Linked DNA regions of Anser cygnoides: region 2 is linked to region 1. The links are chromatin contacts, called in public Hi-C maps. All regions are on one chromosome and are shown on one strand. Each heading gives the region's core, a stretch centred on a gene start, on an enhancer-like site or on the middle of the called end of the contact. The rest is flanking DNA. Distances are from core to core; before and after follow the strand shown. Region 1 holds the start of KDELR2 (KDEL endoplasmic reticulum protein retention receptor 2). Region 2 holds the start of EEF2K (eukaryotic elongation factor 2 kinase).

Evidence for each region. Hi-C and Micro-C count contacts between places; a contact is called where the count stands out from the background.
Region 2: a Hi-C map of liver shows a contact between it and region 1, with 6 times the contacts expected there. The contact joins the promoter of EEF2K here to the promoter of KDELR2 in region 1. A contact is called at or near these places in 2 of 7 Hi-C or Micro-C datasets (both in liver).

The regions. Positions count from the first base shown.
Region 1 is chr15:7,920,357-7,926,627 of Taihu_goose_T2T_genome, reverse strand. KDELR2 (KDEL endoplasmic reticulum protein retention receptor 2) reads left to right here and starts at 1,962. Exons shown (of 5, transcript XM_048067534.2): 1 at 1,962-2,212. The coding sequence starts at 2,122.
Region 2 is chr15:8,087,573-8,093,965 of Taihu_goose_T2T_genome, reverse strand. EEF2K (eukaryotic elongation factor 2 kinase) reads left to right here and starts at 2,233. Exons shown (of 19, transcript XM_013177051.3): 1 at 2,233-3,086. It overlaps TRNAL-UAG (transfer RNA leucine (anticodon UAG)), which reads right to left and starts at 1,659; the gene lies at 1,578-1,659. LOC106033566 (putative short-chain dehydrogenase/reductase family 42E member 2) reads left to right here. Exons shown (of 12, transcript XM_013177189.3): 12 at 1-950. The coding sequence ends at 248.

The DNA of each region.
Region 1 (6,271 bases), core at 713-3,212:
GAAAGTGTTTTTAATCCTTTAAACCAAAGTAGAGCAAAGGTGTTATACTGCACAGCATCCCCCTCTCATGGGGCATTGATTTCAGGCAGCACAAATGGGACTTTAGTACTTTACTGCATCCTAGGAAAATCTATGTCCAGTTCTGTGGTGTCCTTTGCACTACTTTCAGTACCCTGAGCTCTATTGCCAGAGTGCCTTTGAGAAACACTGGCTCTCCAGCAGAGCATCAAATGTGCTTCTCACCTTCCACATTTTTTTTTTTCTCTTGCCTAGTCAGTGACATTGAATGTCAGGATCCTGGAGACTTTGGTCAAGGGCCAAGGAAAGGTGAGAACTGCTCCATTTCACTTGCTGTTGCTGAGTGCAAGGTATCTTAGGCAAGTGGAGTGAGATTCTGCAGAATTTTCCTGTTGTCCTGCTCAGGGAGCACAGCTGCACCTCAGGATACCAGGACAGGCAGAGGTGTTAAAAGGGGCATGTGAACAGCAAGGGCCAGGGAAAGCTGAGCTTGCCTGGGGGTGGCAAGCCTGTCCTGAGACTGCCAGGGAGCTCTGCTTACCTATCTAATATTACTGAATGGAAAAGGAGCTTTGCTGGCTTTCCCCAGGAAAATGAAGAAACAGAGAAAATAGACCTGAGAAGAGGGGCGTGAAAGCAAACTAGAAATGAAAAGGAGAAAGATAGAAAATGAGCTTTTAGGGACTGGAAATCCAAGAAGGTAAAGAAGAAAAAGAAACCCAGTGAAGAACACTGAGATAAAGATTTAAACTAAGCAAAGATTTTTTCCTAATTCTTTTCTGTGTGGTTCTCATGGCTGCCCTTTTTTCAGTTAACCATAGGATCACTGGTAAAACAAGAGGGCTCTCATGTTAAACCTATGGGTAAAACTTGCAGCCAAACTGGACTTGCCTGAGGTCTGCCTTGTGCTGTTAACACAGGGAGCTCTGTCCTCATCTTCTGCGCACGCTGCACAGAAGTTAGAGCTGACCTGCAATGCTGCCAGCTCTTGTGGACGGCTGGAGCCAGGTCAGTGCGGATGCCGCAGGGTAGATCGAGCTGTGGACAGGCTCTGGCCTCTCTCAGTTAGAGGCTAAATACCACGACAGGGAGCGACATCCTTTTGTCTTTCAGATGTGGGACTTACTCTCAAGCATTAAGGTGTCCAAGTTTTGGGGGAGTCAAGTTGAGCCTGGGAAAAAGAGGGAAGGGAGAAGAACAGGCAATACATTAAATTAACTTTCCCTAAGTTGAGTGCTTTGCCTGTGATGGAAATTGGTAAGTGATCTCCCTGTCTTATCCTAGTCATGAGATAAAGTTTTCAAACTATATATGCTGTTCTGAGGGAAATTTTCTGTGGACTTTATACAGCATGGTTCTTATGCTACACCGTGTGTGATAATGTCAAATGAGATTTTTAAGAAATAACTTACTCTTCAGGGATGCTATAAAAAGTAAAGTACCTCTGTCTAGATAGGGTAACTTTTGGTATGTGTTTTTCACAATCATTGGAAATCCCCTTCCTGTCCCCACAGGAATGAAAAGCTATACCTAGCTTCTTTGCAAGAAAAAATAACAGACAACAGTGGAGAGTTATTAGAGGGGATACTCTTTGGACTGGACACTGGACAACTGTTAAGAGTGGTGCCCTCCTTCAAGTTCAGGGATTCTGGGCTGCAAAGGTGCAGCATGCTAACTTACAGAAACATTACTGGTGCTAGGAACAATTTATTTGAATTTTTTTTCTTGGAAGATTAGCTCCAAGACCTACTACTACGACTACAGCTATCACTACCATGCTTGCTGTGGGAGCGCCATCAGCCCCGATACCGCTCCTGCCTGATGAAAAACCTCAAATCCACTCATCTACAAAGCTCAAAACAAAAAGGATCGGGGGCTCCCCCGTCAGAGGGCTGAGGGCGGCCCCGGGGCCTGGGCCGGGCCGGGGGAGGCGGCGCCGCTCCCGCCCGTTTCCCAGGGTGCAGCGGGCGCGGCGCTGCCTGGCCACGTCCCCGGGCCACGTCGCTCGGTGCCCGCTGAGCTTGCGCCATCTTCGCTCCCCGGCTCCCGGGCTGCGCCTCCTCCTCCTCCTCTTCCTCCTTCTCGTCTCGCCGCTCCGCCGCCATGAACATCTTCCGCCTCACCGGGGACTTGTCCCACCTGGCGGCCATCATCATCCTGCTGCTCAAGATCTGGAAGAGCCGCTCCTGCGCCGGTGCGTGTGGGGGAGGCAGGCCCCGGAGGGAGGGCGGCGGGACCCGGGCGGCGGCGGCTGAGGGGGAACCCCTCAGGGGCCGCCCGTTGCCTGAGGGAGGGGACGGCCGGCGGTAAAGCAGCCGGGGGTGGTGTCGTGGGGGGGGGGTTGCGCCTGCCTGAGGCGCCCCCTCAAGGCCCCCCGGTGGAGGCCGGGCGGGTGCTGAGGGGCGATCGCTCCCCTCAGCGCCCCCCCTCGGTCCCCCGCACCCGGCAGCGGGGAGCACCCCCGGGCGGGCGCCGCGGCGGTTGTCCTTCCTCCGCGGCCTCAACGGCCGCCTTTTCTTCGTGCATTAACCCCCGGCAGCGCCGCCTCGGCCGGTCCCGGCGGGCAGCCCCGTGCCCCCGCCGCTGCCGAATGAATGGGGCCGGGGGGGGGGCGCCGGGCCCGGGGCTCGCACGCCCGTCGCTGGCAGCGCCGCTCTGCAGGCGACGTGGTGATGGGAGCGGCTGGCTCGCAGGCTGCAGCTCCTGAACTTTCCCTCCCTCCCTTCCCCCTGAGCTGCTCAGCGCTCCCGGCGGGCTGGCCCCGCTCCCTTCTCCCCTTTGTTTCCCTCTGCTCCCACCCCCGGTACGAGCCCGTTCGCCCTCCGGGCCGTGCCGCCGCCTTCTGCAGCCTCGGTGCTGCCGGCTGGAAGGGAGCGAGGCCGGGCCGGGGCCGGCAGCCTTCGTCGGCCTGCTCTGACGTGGCACCGCGGAAGGTGGGGCGGGGAGGCCCCGGGGCTCGGCCGCCCTCCGGGCTCGGGGCCGGGAGAAGCCCCGCGGCCACCGAGCAGCGCCCCGGCCTCCGGCATGGCTAGGGAGGGCCGGCCTCGGCCTCGTCCTCCCTTAACCGCCCCGTGCCCTCTGCCTGCTTGCCGGGGTTGCTGCGGCCTCGGGGGGAGTCGCAGGCAGGTCTCTGCACCGCTGCACGGCTCCAGCCAGCACACAGCCAGGAGCTTGGTTCCGAAGGGGCATTTCTGCACCATGCGTGGGTTAGGTGGATCAGGCTGGCAGGCCTAGAAGTGCTAGGAATCTGCTAGGAAGAGTGATTATGCCTCAGATCGGTTGGCCGTGTGTTGACGTGGAATAACGTGCAAGTACGCTCTGGAGCAGATGCATCTGTGAAGTATTTGGTTAAGGACATGAGGAATTAGTTTAGGCTGCAACCTGAAAGAACTGAGAATGGGGAAATTAAATCTCATTCAGCTTACAGGTAAGAGGAAGTACAGGTTCTCTATGTTTTCAGGTCAGGTTGCTTTTTGCAAATCACTTGGTAGCGCAAAAGAAAAACCCTAGTAAATGAAGGACTTTGGTTTAGAACAGTCGTTTCTTTATGCGTGAAGGTGTCAAGTAAATGACTTCCCAGTTTACATACAGTGATAGTGCAGAACTGTCATTTCTGAGGCCAGGGAGCCCAAGAGCTCTTCCCTAAATGAACGTTCCTGGCTCGGGCTCTGGTGGATCAGGCTTTCTGTCTAGGTCTGTCAGGAGAGGATCTGGCCCCCAACTCTTCTCTGGAGTTCTCTCCTCCTCCGTCATACTTGAGAAACGCTATCAAGGCTACAAATGACTAAAGAGTTAACGAACTGAAAAATAATCATGTCTTACTGTCTGAAGAAGAACAATGAGAAGTTTTGGTGCAAGACTAAAATTCTGGTAGCATTTTATCCAGGAGATTCTTAAGTGACCTTTGTACACGAGATTATTTACACAGCGTAGTACAGCATAACCCAGTCCCATCTTTCTGTTTAAAAAGTGATCTGTTGTTTTCCTTGGGTCAGTTATGACTGAGGATCTCTGCTATTAGGATTTTACTTGTAGGGAAGAAGAATCATAGCAGTCATTTTTGGTACTGCCTTCTGCAACAGAGAGAAGTAAAGGGGCCTGTATCACCCTCAGCTCTTCCCATCGCCAAATCAGCCAGCATCCTCCAACACAAGCGTACCTGCATGCACTCGTTCAGTTGAAAAGCCTGCTTCGTTCATTTTCCTCAGCAAAAGGCTGAAATACTTTTTGAGTGGGATTGTTTCATGGTGTCTTCTATTTCTGCCTGTGTCTTTAGGAGTAAGTCCAGATTCATTGTACCTCCAGTATTCGTGTCAGTAGGCCTAATGAGTTGGCTAGGAGAACAGTGCCCCTGAGGAGCATGGGGTTCTGTTTTGGGGGGGCTCCTTCCTGTACTGGTTTGTTGTTGTCAGTTGCAGTTTCTGAGGATAAAAGTTTCATAAATACAAATCCATATAAAATACGTTTATAAAGTTCACGACAATAACCCCTAACTAGTTGCCAGTAACTGTTCAGCAGCTGCTTGATGCTGTTATTAGAGGGCTTCATGCGATTCCTTTACATTGCATGGTCAGCAGAGCAGATTATAAATTAAATAAATGTATGCCCTATGGTTGTTGGTGACTAAGGAAACCGAGCAAACCAGCAGCTGGTTTAACTGTGTGCTTCTGAAGCAGTAGAAGCTTAGAAAATAAATAGAGGCTTCTAAATGATTGCTGAACTGCAGGCTGTGATCCATGAAGAGCTGGCAAACCACATGGTGCCGACTCCTCTCATCTAGTTGCATCTGTGTGTGTCTGAGGCCTTTGTTCCAGGAGGAGCTAGGAGGCCTGTAAAAGCCGCTGGAGCTGAGCGGGAGGCAGCCCATGTACCTCTGCTGCGAGCTCCTGCTTTCTGAAAAGATGTGTCAGTCCCCGTTCCCTTCCCTAAGAAGCGAGTCCTCTAATTGAAGAAAACTGATGAGGCCAGGATAATTTGCGTTATGAAACAGTCTGCGTTTTCAGTGTTTGACGAGCTTAATCTATTTCTTTTTTTTCCTAATTTAGTCAATATGCTAAAAAGATAACAAGGAAAAGCAAATGAAAGCAAATCAAGTCGTGATTTCAGTGCTGGCAGGGCAACAATTTTTTGCATGAGTGGTTATTTGAGTTTCCACATTTAGAATTTGAAAAAATGTTCGCCACTCCAAATAACAGCTCAGAAATAATTACCAGGAGCTGTGGAGAATGCTGCAGGTAACTCTGTTATTGACTCTCCTGTCATGATTAGGAAATTCATGAGACTTGAAGAATCCTCTGCTTTCAGACATTGTCATGTTCAGACTGTATTTTCTAATCCATTCCAAGTCAAATTAGATTGTTTGCGCTGTGAATTACTACCTGAAAATTGATTTGCTTTTCTCAGTGTCATTTGTCAAATGTTAAAGGTGACCTGCAGTTGTGAGGCTGTCAAATTATATGCTGAATATTCTCTTCTTTTTTTTTTTTAAAAAAAAAAAGCATAGGTAGTGAGTGTGTAACACTTTTGCTAGGTAATGTAGCTGTCTCACCCACTATGGACCAGACTGTATACTGTGTTGAAGACTTTAGAAAGTGCATTGACATTGGTTGTTGCCAATTTCTGTGTTTTCTCAGAAAACACTGCTTTAGGTAGGTTTGGAATTTCATTTCTCTTTTTGAAGGAACACTTTGCCTTTTAGTTAATAAATTTGAGTTTAGAGTTAGGTTGATTTTTTTTTTATGTCAGCATTTCATTAGCAGAACCAGAGAAGTTGTGGTTCTGTGACTGATGTGGACTTCATGCTAAACAAACTATTTTTTATTAAATTCTACAAAAAGTCTGTGAGATTCCATGACTGTGTACAGACTGGCTTTCTGCAGATCTCACAGCTGTGATGTGCAGCTCATGCTCAGTCAGGTAAGTGGTGCACAGACTTCATAGCCAGGCTGCCTGAACGCCTCTGCTGTGCAGTCTGTCACACCACCGAAATCACAACAGCAACTGTGGTTGATGAGAAAGTATTCCAGTTTCAGCGCCGCTGTCCTCCTTGTCTGTGAAAATCAGCAGAGCTTTGGAAGAATCTCATCCTCTTGCTTTTAGCCAAGCAGAAGTTGAAGGAGCTTTTCCTTGCGTGAGGGTGAAACACAAATGAGAGGTTTGACCCCTGAAAATCTGAGCCCAGAGCTTTGGAAGATGAAGAAATAAAAGTGTGTATGTTTAGCTGAAGAGCTAAGTAATGTGTGAGGGAGGAGGA
Region 2 (6,393 bases), core at 984-3,483, 170 kb before region 1:
TGCAGAATATTTCCATAACTCATACATTTCGAATAGACAAGGCACGGAATCAGCTAGGGTACAGGCCAGAGAAGTTTGTGTTTGCTGATTCTGTGGACCATTACATTAAAACAAGACCAGAAGCCCAGAACGATCACATCTTCCTCAAAGTTTTGCTTTTGTTAATTGTTAGTTTAAGTTTGATCTTTCTTTCTTTAAGATTTGATGACCTTTCAGTTTTGCATTTTTTTAAGGAAACAAAACACTGACATGCATAAACTGCACATACTCAGTCACAGTACTGCTACCCATGGATCACCTTGATCTCCACAATACTTACTGCCCCCAATGCAATAAGCAGGCAGTTATTTTAGATCCTACAAAAATAATAATTGTAGCCTATAAGTAGCTGTACTTAAGAAATTAAAATACTGTAAACAATTATGGCCAAAGATCAACACTGAAACACACTGGAGTCAAGACTGTTGAACCTATGTATTTCACACCAACAATTTTTTCAAATTGAATGCCGAAGTGCATGAGGACCCGCAAAAGGAACAGAAACTTCAACCAATCTTCAGTGCTTCACCAATGAAGAAAAAGGGCTAAAATAAGGAGGAAGGTTGACTACAGCTGCTGCCACGTTCATTACCTTGGGGAACTGAGGAACACACAAAGGGACCAACAATGAGAATGTATCACTGTAAATAACACAAGCCAGCTGAACAGGGGAAGTTCACACTGTGTGAATTTATTTTGTGAATTAGCTGTATCACTGTACATGAAGGAAAATAAAAGTGCACTTGAAACTGCTGAACTTGGTGCTGTGCCTCTCTGAACGCTGCTGCAGACTTTGCCGTCCTACTGTGGGGTGCAGTGACCAGCAGCAGGACCTGCTGGCAGGGCAGAGGGCTGTCAGATACTTGCAGGTATGGGTTTTCACGAGTCAGAACTGTGCATATTTTAGTTTAAAGTTATTAATTATTCTACGTTAGATAATTTATGTTGCTGTAGAGGAATCTGCCACTACGGGTTGCACTAATCTTTGTACTGCTTCCTTTACCTCCTTTACTGCGATAGCTATACAACAAAGTTTAGTCAGTTAGCAGCTAAACTTTAGACACAACTAAGGTTTTGCACTTAATTCGTAATGGACAGCAGTTGTACTGAGCAAATCCCTGTAGCTGCGAAAACGAACAACCTGCGTTTCGAATAACCACGCAGCTGAAGCCCTCACCACAGGAGGGCTGGGGAGGGCTCTGCTGCCACCTGCCTCTCCCGCTGCCCGGTTTGTCCCAGGAATCGCCTTCTCTGCACCTTCCCACCTGTAGCGCTGGGGGAAAAGAGGCAAAAGCAGAGGCAGGAGGGGTAAGGAGACCTGAGGAGCCCAGGCTGTGGGGCACGGCCGGGCGGGAGGCAGGAGCAGGCACCACGTCGCCATTTCTCACCGTCTTTGGGGTCCCGGGCCGCACGGCGGGCGGTCGCTGTCCCCGCCCGCAGCGCAGCTTCCCGCCCCCTGACTGCAGGGGCTGCCCGCCCGCCCCCGGCGGCGCCTGGCCGCGAAAAGGAGCCACCGCCGCGGCGGGGCCAAAACTTCTTGGCAGCGGTGGGATTCGAACCCACGCCATCGAAATGACTGGAGCCTAAATCCAGCGCCTTAGACCACTCGGCCACGCTACCGCCTGCGTGCTCAATCGCCCGCCGGGCCTCTTTCAGCGGGGCGGCGCCGCCATTTTACCCCCCCCCCTACAGCCCCTCACTCCGCCCGCCTCTGTCCCGAGCTACCGCGGCGCTCCCCCGGAGCTCCCGGCCGGTGCCCGCTCCCCTCTCCACCCTTCCCCTCCCCGGGGACCTCCACGGGTACCGCCCCCAGGCGCTCCGACGCTGCCATCGCCGGCTCGGGGCTGCGGGGGGCGCCGCCGCCCGCCCCCCGTCCCCGCTCCAGGCCCGGCGGCAGGAGGGGGCGGCGCGGCCCGGCCCGGCCCGCACCCGGCAGGTGGCGCCGCTTCCCCGCCGGCACCCGGCGGCTGCAGACGTGGCCCTGGAGTCGCCCGCCCCGAGCCCTGAGTTGGCGGAGGAGGGCGGGAGGAGGGCGGGCGGTGGCGGTGTGGGAGACCATGGGCAGAGCTGGGGGCACTGGGCCCGGTGCTGCGCCCGCGGGCAGCGGCTTCGTGGCTGGGGGCAGGCGGGGCCAGCACGGCCTCTGAGGCAGCAGGGGAGGGAGGTACGGGCGGTGTCTCACCCGGACCGTCAGGTGGGCGCAGAACAACATTGCTCTGAAAGTTAGTGTTTGGGGGGTGCCTTCCTTCTTCCCTTCAAGAGCTGCTGTTCACTGAAACGGCAGTTTCTGAACAGAACCGTATTAAGGGTGTATTATGAAACATCCCAACAGAAAACTAAGCCTAGAGGATGTAGCGTTTGTGGACTAATTTTAATGTACGCTTTGCTTTTGTATTTCATCACTTTTTTGTTATCACTGATTGTTTGCTACAGAGAAGAGGAGCCCTAGACTTAAACCCGGAAAGCAGTACAGCCTGGCCCCAGGGTATTAGAGACGGCTCATTTAAAATTATGAAAAATGTGTAGCTTGAGCCAGTGTAATCCAACTGTCTTCCTAGCCTAGCAGAACACTCTTCATGCAGCTGTACAGCATAGTACAGCCATATGCCACTGGGTCCCAAAATGATGCTGTGTATTTAAATTAAGTGTTTAAAGACTGTTACTGCTGTGACTTGTTCGGTTGTGCTCATATATCACACCAGTAAGCAGTATTCGGCTGTTATTAGTACCCTACAGCAGCAGCTGGTGACCTTTTTTAAACCATTACCGCACATTTTCATGCAGTGGGAACGCAGCATCTGGCCTCAGCCAGGCCTTCACAATTAATCTGATGAGCCCACCCTCCTCCCAGCCCAGTGCAGCGCTCCCGGGGAGGTGGCATGAAACGGCTCAGGCTACTCTCTGCTTTATGTCCTCACGCAAACCTGCACCCGCAGCACAGCGCTGGAGATCATTGCCAAAATTGCAGGTGCTCCCAAACAGCTGGCAGCATTGCTGCAGGCACCTGCTGCTTCCTCCAGTCCTTGCATTAAGCTGGTTTAATTTATGTAAGTAATTTGGGGGGGGGGGGGGGGTAGTGCCTGGCAGAGAGTCAGGGAATTTGCTTTGTGTGTTGCTGATGAAATAACAGCAGTTTTCCTCCTGAAGGTGATCTTGGCAGCATTTCTGCCTGCTGCCTCCCTCTTTGGCTGCCAGGCCCACCAGGGAGAGGTGGCTGTGCGTTCCTCCTGCCTGGGATGCCAACACAGGCTCTTGGTTTGTCGCAGTGGGCGTGCTGACATCGGCCAGTCTTGGTTTTGTAGTCCCCCCTTGTTTTTGTAGTGTTATTTGCTAAATAGCAAGTGTTTTAGATATTTTCTAAATAGCACTGCTGAGGATTATTTATGTGAATGCAAGATTCAACAAGAGTGGCAGCCTCTTAGCAGGCTGCCAAGGAATATAATTAAGCCAGAACCTATTTATGTTAATTTCCATATAACCCATGAAAGGAGGAGTCTTGTTTAAAATCTCCCCAAAATCTAGCTTGAGGAAAAGTTTAGCCATGGACGTTTTCAACCCAGAAAGTGAATGTTTTATAGGAAGGAAGCTTTGAGGAGGTTTGAGGTCCTTGGATTTTGAAATCTGGAGCGTAATTCTGTTATTTCTTATAGGGAAATTGCATGCTGTGCTACTTGACTTGACCCCATGTGCGTGGAGCCCCCACGGCCCACAGCAGCTCCATGCCTCCCCTGAGGGAGTTGGCGGGGGGGGGGGGGCAGCCTGGGGGCTCTGCCCCATGAAATCTGCCTTTTGGCTCCAAACTCCGAGAAAACTGAAATGAAGAGGACGGGGAAGCAGCTCCTGTCATCAGCTGTGGTGGTTCCTGGTCGAGTGCTGGTTCCCAGCACAGCTGCCTTCCCTCCTGTTCCCTTCAGGCTCAGGATCCCCCTGCCTCTACCACCTAAAGGTGCGAACCTGGGATTTTCCCCTCAATTTCTCACCATTTTCTCAAAAAAAAAAAAAAAAAAGTATCTGGTAGACTTCTCCCGTCAGTTTGGCTGCGGATCCTTTCGGGCAGAGGCGGGCGGGCACACGGTGCCCGCCCGGGTCGCTGAGGCGGGGCGGGCGGGCGGCTCCTGTCAGCGAGGGGCGGCCCCGCTTCCCGCCTCCCGCCTGCCCTCACAGGGCGGCTGCGCGGGGCCGGGCGGCACCGGGATCGCTCCGAGCCGAGCGGGCAGCGGGTCCCGGTAGGTTCCGTGGGGGGCCGGGTGAGGCGGAGCGGGTGATTGGAGGGAGTGAGAGCAGCCGGCGTTAGAAAAGGAGCAGCTTCGTGGCCGGCTGGAGTCGTTACAAGGTGGGTGCTCGCGTCGCGGTGACCTGGAAGCGGTAGTCCGGTATTTTCGTGTTTTTGCTCCTTCCTTTTCGCCTGGGGGTAGCAGTTTTGTCGCGATACGCCCCCAGGGAGCTCTGTGGGGTGGGCTTCGGGGTGTCCGGCCGCCTCAGCGTGGGGTTGGCAAACGGCTTGGGGTGCTGAGTGCTGCTCAGGGGAAACAGCGTTTCTAGGTGGTTGCTCGGTGGATTTGAAGTGGAGAACTGAAAGCCAAGTGAATAACAAAACTATTGATGGAAATGGAAGGGCGGTTTGATGGTAACTTGCAAGTTCCCTTCCTGTCCTTTTGTGTTCCAGTGTTTTGGCTGGCCTCACAGTAGTGTTGGCTCATGTGCTTGGCAGGAGCCTGGGCTGCAGTCAGGAGTCACCTCAGCGCCAACAACCCCTTGGGTGCTGGGAGCTGTGGTGTGCCGCAGGGTCCTCAGTCTCAGGGGCTTTGCACTCTGAACTGCCACATGTGAACTCGCCCACTTGCTTGGTGAATCTTGCACCATTGCTGTCCAAGACTTTGTTTGATGCAGTACCTTGTCCCAGCCGGGCTTGTAGCTGGATGCGGGCTGCAGCACCACCTGTGCAGCGGCCATGCACTGGAAGGCCCTGGAGCAGGGGCTTCTCGTTAGGAGGTCTGTGGTTGGTGACACCAGGTTTGTCAAAGGTACCCGGTGACTTGAGCCATCTTTTAAAAGTAAAATAATCTTGTTTTTCTTATTGGAGCTCTTACCTTGGCTCGCTGAACCTGTTTTCTTGTTGGTGTGCAGTGCAGGTGGCAGTAGGCATTTGGTTCGCAGGGACTGGGGACGTGCTTTGGAAGTGCAGCAGTTCTGTGATGTGGTGCAGGACACTAATGTACCAGTGGGGTTGTTCTGGAACACGTTGCATAGCTTTGTCTGTGGTTCCTAACGATCAACAACAACCATTCTTTGTAAGGTGTGCAGCCTTTAGAGTTGCTTAGGTTAAATTTCAAATTGGTGATTTAAAAGAATGTTAATCTGAAATAGCAATTTCTCCTCCAAAACAGCCTGCCTGTTGCTGTTACGGGTATCCTGCTTGGTGGCTGTAGCTGATGTGGTGTTAAACCAAAAGAACTTGGTATTATACCTGGGAGAGGGGACAGATATTCTTGCTTTAATGCTGACCCTACAAAAGAAGTTTGGAGTCCCTCTGTCCAAGAGCAGCCCCTGTTCCCCTGCCTCGTGCTAAAGCAGTGCAGAGGACTGTGTCTGAGCTGGGGTGGCCCCTAAGAAGTAGTTGGGGATGCTCCAGTTCTCCCTTCTTCTGTGACTAGAGCCTTCCCATCCCTCACCTCTTTAGGATGAATTAAAGCAGGTTTCCATGCTGAGGCTGCTGTGGTGTCTTGCTCAAGGGCCCTGCCAAACCAGCAGCATTTCATAACAACAGACACCATACAGAAATAAGCAGTGTATTACCAGCACTGTGATGTGAAATCTCCCCTCTGGTGATGTTTGCATATGCACTATGTTTGACAACATAACATAGTGTCCTTGCAACTCACCTTCCCCTGCTGATAGTGTGGCTCTTGAATATAATGTCAAGAGAAAAACACTTCAGACATGCATTGGAAAAGCCCAAAATTAATAGAGACATGAACTGATTTAATAATTGGCTATATTTAAGTTTTCTGCATTATTAATCACATAGTACAAGCTTGATTTTAAAAAATGGGACACATTTTTTAAATAGAATGGAGTTGGTGGTTTAAATTACAGGTTAGGTGTACTAACGCAGGTTTGTGGGCTAGGTTCAGTGCAGTGTGACTGTTTTTCTTGCTTAGCCCAAGGAAAGCTTCTGTCACGGATATTAGGGACTAAACGATCAAAGCATTGCAGCAATAGCAACGGGGGTTCCTAGATAGCATGGCTTTATGCTGTAAGGCAGCAGCACGGAACATGAGCCATGGAATGAAGCTCAGGCATTTTTGTAGGACTTTTGAACAAATAAACTGTGAGATGTAGAGCAGTGCTTGT